Linked DNA regions of Mus musculus: region 1 is linked to region 2. The links are chromatin contacts, called in public HiChIP or PLAC-seq maps. All regions are on one chromosome and are shown on one strand. The core of a region is the stretch at or near the end of the contact, and the rest is flanking DNA. Distances in the headings are between cores, read along the strand shown.

Evidence for each region. HiChIP or PLAC-seq counts read pairs in DNA pulled down with a chosen protein or histone mark.
Region 1: a contact with region 2 is called in an H3K27ac HiChIP or PLAC-seq map of embryonic fibroblasts, with 17 read pairs. The contact joins two enhancer-like sites. A contact is called at or near these places in 1 of 39 promoter capture datasets (the 3T3-L1 cell line), 1 of 15 datasets of contacts at CTCF or cohesin (the NIH/3T3 cell line), 8 of 484 Hi-C or Micro-C datasets (the 3T3-L1 cell line, centrocytes, cortical neurons and 3 more) and 3 of 115 datasets of contacts at active chromatin or transcription factors (the 230-238 cell line, embryonic fibroblasts and embryonic stem cells).

Annotation. Positions count from the first base shown.
Region 1 is chr12:79,502,493-79,507,181 of GRCm38.p6, reverse strand. All of the region lies in intron 7 of Rad51b (RAD51 paralog B), which reads right to left. Among named protein-coding and RNA genes, the nearest start is that of Rad51b, 210 kb to the right of the region's middle. Within about 2 kb of position 3,126, at least 138 of the 459 cell types and tissues checked have an H3K27ac peak or open chromatin away from gene starts, as enhancers often do. A contact at or near this core is called in embryonic fibroblasts, where this site is marked.
Region 2 is chr12:79,418,855-79,424,142 of GRCm38.p6, reverse strand. All of the region lies in intron 7 of Rad51b (RAD51 paralog B), which reads right to left. Among named protein-coding and RNA genes, the nearest start is that of Rad51b, 120 kb to the right of the region's middle. Within about 2 kb of position 3,317, at least 9 of the 459 cell types and tissues checked have an H3K27ac peak or open chromatin away from gene starts, as enhancers often do. A contact at or near this core is called in embryonic fibroblasts, where this site is marked.

The DNA.
Region 1 (4,689 bases), core at 1,877-4,376, 83 kb before region 2:
AATGTTCAAAGCTTCTGCCAGGCTGCCCTGCACCTGCACGGCAGCTGAACTGCAGGAAAAGGAAAAGCAAGACAGATTAAGTGGGATTTTTGTCTGGATTCCTTAATGAGACTAAAGGCTTTTCTTCCTTCTGCTCTTGGTTTCTGTAATAAATCGATGCCAGCCCCTTTAGGAGTGACATAGCTCCTTTTTAGCGTCTCATAAACTCATCTGATTGTCTGCCATGACCTCTCACTGACATATTCTGGAATCGACGTTTGAGAATTTTTCTTCTGCAGGAAAGGTTTAGGGCTTAATGGAATGATCAACATAGCAGGCTCACCCGCTGGGTGAGTTTTCTGAGGGAGGTATCTGTTGTGTCTCAAATCTGTAGAAAACAAGAGTATCATGGAGACCTTGATTTGTGGTTGTTCTAAGATTCATCTGGCTTTCAGCATCCAGATGTGGTCTCTCAAGGCAGCAGTAGAACTTCTCCTAAGGCTTCGCCTTGCTGAAGTCAGGGGTGTGGTTAGCCTGATTGGCAAGCTTCTGGTGATCACTCAGGGGCCAGTGCTGACTCGGCACTTCTGCAAGACCTCTCTCCCAAAAAGCCTTGAAGGACACTATCAACATCAAGCCATCGGTAGTCATGACAACCATCTGAGTAAAGAGGTGCCAAATATTAGTTCAGGTGGGAGAACTGGTGGGTGGGTGAGGAGACTGTAAAGCCTGTTAGGAATAAGGCCGTGGGAGAGCTCACAGAGCATGGCCACCACACAGAGCACGGCCACCACACAGAACAGCCACTGTACATCAGACTTGCCCCAGCTCTGCCTAAGCTACATTAACCTGATGGTTTGTCCCAATCAGAAGAATATGAAAATGAGCATTTTGTTCATAGGCAAAGCTTTAAGGTATCAACAGAAAACAGGAATAGAAGCAGGGAATTACACAAAGGGCTGTTCTCTTAAGGGCTTTGATGAAACAATGAGGTTTTTCATTTCAGAATATACTTCTGCGAATGACATCTCATAGAAGGTTCAAGCTTTCTGTACTTCAGTTTCCTCACCTAAAAACTAAAATCAGAATATATTTCAGGCACTTGAAAATTTAATGAGTCATGCTTTATAGGTTTTTGATTTCTAATTTTTAATTTATATGTAAGAGCATTTTGCCTGTGTGTATGTATATGTGCCACGTGACTACCTGAAGCCCATATAGGCTAGAAGGAAGTGTCAGATGCCCTGGACCTGGAGTTACAGTTGGTTGTGAGCCACCATGTGGTTCTGGAAATCAAACACTGATACTCTAGAAGAGCAGCCAGTGCACTAAGCCATTGAGCCATCTCTCTAGGCCTGGACATAGAGATTTTTAAGAGAAGAACTCTACAGTGCATTTTTTTAAGTGCCTCTTTTGTAGTATATTACATGATTCTAGAGGATGCATCTCTTAGTTACTAGTATGTATAGTTTCAAAAAATAAGGATAAATGCCTGTGTTTTCAAGATGCTTCAAAAATAAAACTCCTCTAAATTATATAATTATTACTATAGTCATCATGCAGGAACAAGGGAAAAATTTAACACAACAGAGGCAATGTTTAGTAAATGTAGGTAAACTAATAATGAAGGCTACTCTGCCAATTTCTCTTTGATTTTTATGAAAAATATGAAAAGGTATTAGATATATTCCTTATGAAGGGAGAAGGTACAATTTTGGGGTTCATAAACTGCATTAAGCTATAAAACTCTATTTGCATGAGTCCACTTCAAGATTTTTTTTTCTGGTTTTGTTTCCTAGGGTTGTTTTGGGGATTGGTTGTGTTTGGTTTGGTTTGGTTTAAAGGCAAGATCTCCCGCTACAGCTCAGGCTGCCACTGGACCTTTGTTACTTCTCTGGACTACTTAAGGCTCTTGAGTATTACAGGCACCACACCTGGCTTAGGTTCTAAGTCTCAATTTCCAGGATCAATGGATTTTTTTTTTTGAGACAAGTTCTTGCTCAGGCTGACCTTGACTTTGAGATTCTCCTGCCTCACCGCTTGAAGTGCTAGGATTACAAGTGTGAGCCTTGAATAAAATTTAAAGGTGTTTTAACTATTATAGTTTAGTAACAAGAGACAGAGCCAATTAGAAATACATATTTGAACAGATGCTTTTGAACACAGATTAGGAAAGTTACCTCTAAAACTGAATTCTACAAATGATTCTCGTAAATTGGGATGGGAACAGGAAGAGAGAAGAAAAAGAATGAAAGAAAAGGAAGAGAAGAAAGAGGCTTGTAAGTCTAAAATATTTAAATCCCCCCCCAAAAGAGAAGTGGGGGGTAGTGGGTCTTTTCTTCTTGATGATAAAAGATTTAATGAGGTGCTAACCCTCATTAGGAAGATCCTAAGATCTGTGGGTAATGAGCCTGTTTTTAAGACACACTAATTTTGCTAAAAGCAGTTGCTGTTAAAAGCTGTTAAAGTATACAGAGAAGCAATGTAACAAACCAGCAAACTACACTTCTGATTTTTGTCATGCTACCAACCTATACTTATCCAGAAATGTTAACTGCCAGCCATCTTTTATCTAATGCAGATTTCATCCTTCACCACCCATCCTTTGCCACAGAAAGCAACAACGTCATTTGGAGTGGAAAACTCTGGGAAGAAAAAACCCAAGCCATGGAAAAAAATGTTCAACAGCAATCTGCCTCCAGCTCTGCAGATTATCAAGCTTGCCCTTGCCTCTTGGGTCTAGAAGCTAGACTTTTGTGCCCAGAATATGGCTGGATGAGGAAGGCAGTTTCAAATCACACCCTGAGGGCTAGGAACAGAACACTTAGTCTATAGTCTTCCAAAGAGGATTGAAGGCTGGACTATAGAGGCCCCTTTCTGATTGGCTCTTGGTGATGTCATGGCCATGTCTCCAGGGCCCAGGAAATTCACCATGACTAATGGAGCCCTCATTTGTGAATACACATTCCATCTCAGAGAAGCAGCAACAGTCTGAGTGTCAGGGCAACACAGATGGCCCAGTTAGGGAATGCCAGCCAGCCACGCACAGAGGGGCTCAGAAGTCCTGAAATAAGCTATTGGTTCATGTTCTCAGTAAACCCTCACCAACTACCTGGACACTGGTGGCCTGTACCTACTGAAGAACATGAACTCTAAACAGAAAAGCAATCACTGAGACAGGATCAATATCCTTCCAGACTTCTAGTGTATTACAGCAGGCATGGGCAATTTTTTTTCTGTAAAGAACCTGATACTATTAATTTTAGCCTCTATACCACACAATCTTTATTGAAACTAGTCATTCCTGTCAATAAGGCACAGAGACAGCAAGTGACAATATATAATAATGAAGCACAGTGCTGCTGAGATAAAACAGGACTTACAAAGTCCACCATCAGACTGGCTTTGGCCCATGAGCTATTATTTGCTGACCTGTGTTTTTATTAAATATTAACCCACCTCTTCCCTGCCACTTATGGGAACCAAGTACTCACAGATAAAGGTACAGTTACAGGAAAGCATATGAAAGAGTTTTCCACAACATGCCTCTCATGACATTCTACTAGGATATAAAGACGCTGGAGTGCTTCTCTGTAAACTTTGAGAATATCGATTCTAGAGATAAATGTTTGGGTATGAATGCTGCCCCTGTTATCATTCAGTATAAGGCCTTACATAGTTATGTTCCTCTAAGAGTGGGCTTTCTCATCTACAAAATAATAATCCAAGTTGTGCCTGCTAGTAGGGCTAGGCTGAAAGTTCACTGAGATAATGTTTGAGCGGAGCTCAGCATACTACCCAGGACACTTCAGCACTCAACAGTAACATGCTACGAATGTCAAGGTTAGTACAAGTGATCACAATTACCGCTCTTGACCGCCGATGCTCAAAGAGAAGCAGCATGGGACACTATAAATGCTAGAACACTCTGAACTTCTTTCCAAAGCCATTAATTCCTATTAATGCCATCATTACATTAATAGCTACACACAGTTTGACAATGAACATATAACTGAACTGTCCCTATATTAAACGACTGAGCTGTGAGCCGCCTGTTATCATCATGAGCAACATGATGATGAATGTCTCTGAACACATGCCTTTGAACGCTGATTCAGTTTTATATTTGGGGGCGAAGATGTAAATCTGCATATTTTAGAGAACTGTCTGTTGTCCTGCCAACTGGCTCTCCAGAAAGGCTGTGCTTGTTTCTGTTTCTACCATTCCTGTCAGGATCCAGTTCTTACCATTCTTGACAAGCCTACGACTACTTTATTTTAAAATTGGGGGAGGGGGGGGCGAGAATGAAAACCTGAACTCACTGAATGATTTGCACAAATTTAATAAAAAAGTTAAATGTTTTCTTTGGCCTACAAGTTTATGAGACATTTAATAATTATTTTGATTAAGGACAGATCTTTCCAGAGCCGTATGATTCATAAATATTATGATGATAATCCTACTTTATGATGAGAAAGCTGGAGGCCAGAAACCCACTATAGAAAGCCAAAGTACTCCAGACAAAGCAAAAGATATATGGGAACACAAACAAGAAATAAACTTTGCTCTGTGCAGGGCCACACAGAGTTCACCAGAACATGGCAGGCAAGACTGAGCTTTGCATAGAAGACAAAAATCAGTGTCTTCTTGCGAACACATCTGACTTTTCTTCCTTTTGGATTATATCAAATGCTTGAGCCCTTTTATTTT
Region 2 (5,288 bases), core at 2,068-4,567:
AGAATGGTTCTGAAAGCGGCTTGCCCAAGGCCAAGCCAGGAGCCATGCCTGCTTCAATTAACATGATGCTTGTGCCGAGGAACTCTCAAACTGTGGCACACCATGTATGTTCTCCTTCACCCTGGCTCTTCTGACACCACAGTAACATAGTTGGGGAGAAATCCAAGAAAAGTATGAATTTGAGAAAGAGAGAAAAGAAATCCTTTTATACAAAAAATAAAAACAAACAAACAAACTGGGGATGGAAACTGCCACATTGACCCCAGCTGAGCAAAGTAGTTTATTTAGAATCATTTGAACAAGCAGACACCATTTAGGGAGCTAAGCAAGTTTCTGTTGCCACATCTGGCTGTGTGCTCAGCCTTCTCCACGCATCACGAAGCTCTCTGTAAACCCACGTTAAAAGGACCAGAACAACACTCCTCATTTGTTCAACATCCTCTGAAGAAAGGCAGCCCAGCCAAAGGTTAAAGTAAATACTTGGTCACCAAATCATGCTTCAAAATTGTATTTATTTACACGCAAAGGTGTTCTCTTTTCATTTTGAACACAAAGGCACAGTACAAGGTACTATGCTGAATACGATATCATTTTTGTAAACAATCCATGGTCTGCTTTGGTTTTGTCTTCTATGGCGCCGGTGACTGGACAGATGGCCCTGCACACGCTAGGCAAACATTCTGTCACAAAGCTGTATGCCCACTCTTGTTTCTTACTATAGCTCAATATATACAAAATAGATTATTTTAAATACTCTCAAGTGTACAGGTCAGTGACAGGGAACACAGTCACACGACGGTACGATCGTTACGACTCTCCAGCCCCACTACCAATGGCATACTATAAATATTAAATGTTAACAGATGCATGCCAAGAAATGCTAACAAGGGACGGTTAAGTTTGGTTTTATATCCCCACTTTTTTAGTCCTCTGTACTTCTTGATTAGTTTTTATCATAAAAATGTATTCCTGGAGTAAGTTTCTAATGTCAGATGGTTTTTAGACACTGATAGTTTGAAAACTGAGAAAGGGAAGAAGGACGAGGAGGCTTACAATCATCTTGCTTAGATTTGGACCAGAGAGTTTACATGCCATCTCAAGCTTGTCAACTTTTGTATTCGTTTTTAGAATAGAAAAAAAGACACATCAATTCCAAAACAAAAAACAAACAAACAAACAAACAAACAAACAAAAAGCCCAAAACCCTATTAGACCAAAAGAGAGATTATTGCTACATACATTATCATTGCTAAGTGTCTAGTTTTCCCTTTCTTCCTAGTTATAAGAATCCCCTAAAGACAGTATTTCCTAATTATCCTTAGTAGCTATGGACAGAGTCCCTGATAGGCAGACATGTTTTGCTCAAATGTGTGAACCTGTCAGGCTCTGTTTTTGTTCAAACAGGCCAACTCTGAGTTGGGGGGAGGAGGCACCTTCAAAGACCCTAAAGCCCACTCCTCGGGGAGAGGCTTTCCTGAGTCTCCTTCTGCCTTAAGAAGGTCTTTCTCTGTGTCTTGCTGTGTGTGTTTCCTCACCTCTAATAAATGTTTTTCTTGACAAGCTGATTCTGTCTGTCTTCTGCTGTCTACTGTGTCTAAGATTTCTCCCACCACCTTTTAATTCTTTAACTACCAGAGGAAAAATTAACCAATCCAGACCCCTAAATGGCAACAGATTGTTGTATGATCATGTGACAGATTTTAGCAAAAAAAAAAAAAAAGTGCTGTGTAAAATTTCAAAGAAAATTCTGAAAGGCAGGAGGCACACTCTTATCCCTCTCTTCCTACCAGGAGTAATACTGATACTACAGATGGAGTTCTAACAGTCATCTTGAAGTACAATGCAGCACTCTAAGGCTAAGGAAGCAATGCAATAATACTGTTGTCTTGTCTTTGTTATATATAATCTCCTAATCTTAGTTGATGCTATTGCATGATAAATCATTTTCTTTCCAAGTATGTGTTACATTCCTCTACTTTATCAACAAGATTATAAATACTGAGGCTAGAGAGTTGAATGAGTCGCAAGTACTTGCCACACAAGCACCTGGGTTCAGATACCCAGCACACCATAAACACTGTAAAAGATGGGCACAGTGGTGCACATCTGTAATCCCAGCACAGGAAGGCAGGGATAGGAGGATCCCAGGGGCTTCCTAGTTAGCTGGTCTAGGTCTTTCCAAATCTCCAAGCTCTGACTGTCTCAGAAAACATAATGTCGACAGTGATGAAAAATGATACCTGTTATCAACTTCTGGTCCCCACAGACAAGTGCACCCAGAGACATGTGTACACACACACACACACACACACACACACACACCAGTGATCATAGAAATCAGTAAAATTGCCAAATTCAAAGGTGACCAGTTTTCAACCTTTTTCCAATTTGACTTAACCATAGGATCCGCTGTGCCAACCATTACAATATTCCAAACTGCGTGTGTCATTCCACACTCAAATTCTGTCTCATCTCTCCTCACTCCTTTTCAGTTTCCTTACAAGGCTCCTTTACAATCTGACAACCAACTCACTAAACTACACTCATCAAAACCCTGTGTGTGTGTGTGTGTGTGTGTGTGTGTGTGTGTGTGTGTGTGTGTGTATAAGAGTGTACATGAGTAAGAAAGAGAGGATGTGTGTGATGAGAGAGTGGGGGGACATAATTTAAAGATGATTCAGGAATAAAACCTTTCCCCACAAGCAATTATTCACTCAACTAAAACCGAAAGGCTGATAATCAGGTAGAAGCCCTTCTCTAGACACTGACTCTATGTCAGGACTAGTATATGTTATATCTCTAGGCCTCTCAGTAATTCAGCAAGCTAGGGGAAATTATCTTAATTTCGGAGATATGTCTAAAACCCAAATAATTATCCAGGATCTCACAACTGGTAACTGGATAAGCCAAACTTTGGAACCTTGCACATCAGTAAATAAAGTTCAAAGTCCCGCTGACACACATCTCTCAAAAAGACAGCAGTGTTTCAGGGAGAGATCATCAAGACAAACAAAAATTGAATGCAAAAGTTAATAACAGTATATGCTTTAAAACAAAAAAACAAACAAACAGGTAGCAGGAGTTCCCAGGAGAGAAGGAACTCAGAATTCAGGAGATCGTGGAACACTCCTGTTTCTTCTCTATAAAAACACTAAGAATTACTTTTAAAACCAAATCCCTGTTGAAACCTGTCCACAGCAAGTCAATAAAGTAGAAGAGATATTACAACTTTGGGATGAAGAAAAGCTGACAGGGGCTTGCTCTGATGTTTAAATTAGTGGCTTTAAGAAGTCATCGAGATGGCATTTCCTCCTGCACGGTGCGCTGCTGCGGGAATTTGTTTCATCACATCTTAATCTGGAAGAGAAAACTGCACAGGGCTTAGCCTGTCTGCCAAAATTAACCCACTCGTTACTGGCTAAAAAGGACAGAGAACGTAGTTTAAACTGTTTTCTAAAAGTGTGTGAAATTAGATTATCTACATTTGAAGATAATTTGAAAAGATCTGAGAAATTCCTTCAGGAAGTAAGACAGATAGAAATTCAACCACACATAGATCAGACAAGAATGTAGGATCTGCAGGACCCAGGCTGTTTTAGAACCACACACCTTCAATTTTCTTGAGTGACAGCTAACCACTTACAGCTTACGAATTTTTTAAAATGTAAGTATTATTTCTATAAAAATTTCAAATCCTATATGGAAATCTACAATGGTTTATACATAAAATCTGAGGACAAAAGAAATTGGATATTATCTATTAAAAAGTCAATTCAGTTTGTATATATATTCTCTTTAATGTTAAATTAAAATATTTAATTTGTAAAATAAGAGATATACTTTGATACTATCCTTAAATGCAGCAGAAATCTAGGGATGTTACAATTTTGTTATGAGAAAAAGGTGACACTATATTTCTCATTTGCATACGAGAAACACTAATTATTGGAAAATCTGAGAAGAATAAAGAGGACAGTGCCATGCTCTTACAATCTTCAAACACTAGCATTTACTTCTGCTATTAGCAGATCTACGAATTTTAAGTGTTGCCATTCTATAAGATGCAGATATTCGACATTCCTTTTTTACGTTTGTTTAATTTTCATTTAAACATGTGGAATTTTCCTGTTGTTACAAAGTCATCAAAGGAGTCACCTCTACTTATAGGGAACATTCCGATGAACTGATTTAACCACCATTCATTTTAAATAATTGGGTTGTTTCCAATTTCTTGGCTGTTATTAATAACACCATCTGGAATATCTTTGTGCTTTACACAATATGTAGGTAATTTCCTTAGTAAAATTGCTAGTACTAAAATTGCTAGCCAGAGTCACACAGAGATGAAGGTAGTGAGTTGTATGGGGCTCATCATCACTAATTGTTATGCTTTCAAACCTTTTCTAAGTTAATTGTTAAGTACAGACACCAGTAAAAATGAAATACTATGAATGCACAATTTTATAAATGCTATTAAATCAAAGATAATAAGCTCATTACTTGTTTCTTGTGCTACTACACTTTGCTCTTAGTTCTGCAGGTGGGCATTTGTACCAGTTGCGTCTATTTGATGGGAACACTACATAACAGTTTTCTTCTGCACGCCTCTTCCCAACTGCTTGCTCAGGGATAGCATACCACTGGCCTGAGGTGTCCACGTGGAACATTCACACTCTGGAAAGTGGAAAATACTGCTCAGGGGAGTTTCTTATCACCATCTAACCCCAGGAAGGTTGCCCTGACTACTCACATAGTGAGTTTATTTCACCTCACATGACTATTTTTCTACCAATGTACACCTTTACAAACCTTTTCAGAGTAGGGTGGTGAGATGTCTCAGTGGGAAAGGACTCACCACCAAATCTGACAAGCTGTGCTCAATCAACAGAGCCCACGTGGTACAAAAAGAAAACTGATTCCTGCAGCTTGTCCTCTGGCCTCCATCCATGTGCAGTGGCATGTGTTGGTTCCCATTAATTAGTTAGTTAATTAATTAAAATATTAATAGATTGTTAATGGTTAATTATTTAATAATTATGAATCGATTAATAGTTAAGATAATGTATAATAACATGAATAAAATAAACTTTAAAAAGCAGGGAGTAGATGTCTAAGTGTTTTCATCAGTCTGACACAAAACATTCTGGAACTACACCGGAGTAGCTGTTAGAAATTCAGAAATGCCAAAGACAGAAAAAAAAGTGATGACTTAATTTAGAAAATAAGAATTGCCAGACCATAAAATAATGCAGGGATGCAATGAACAGAGGGTACATCATGCTGAAGAA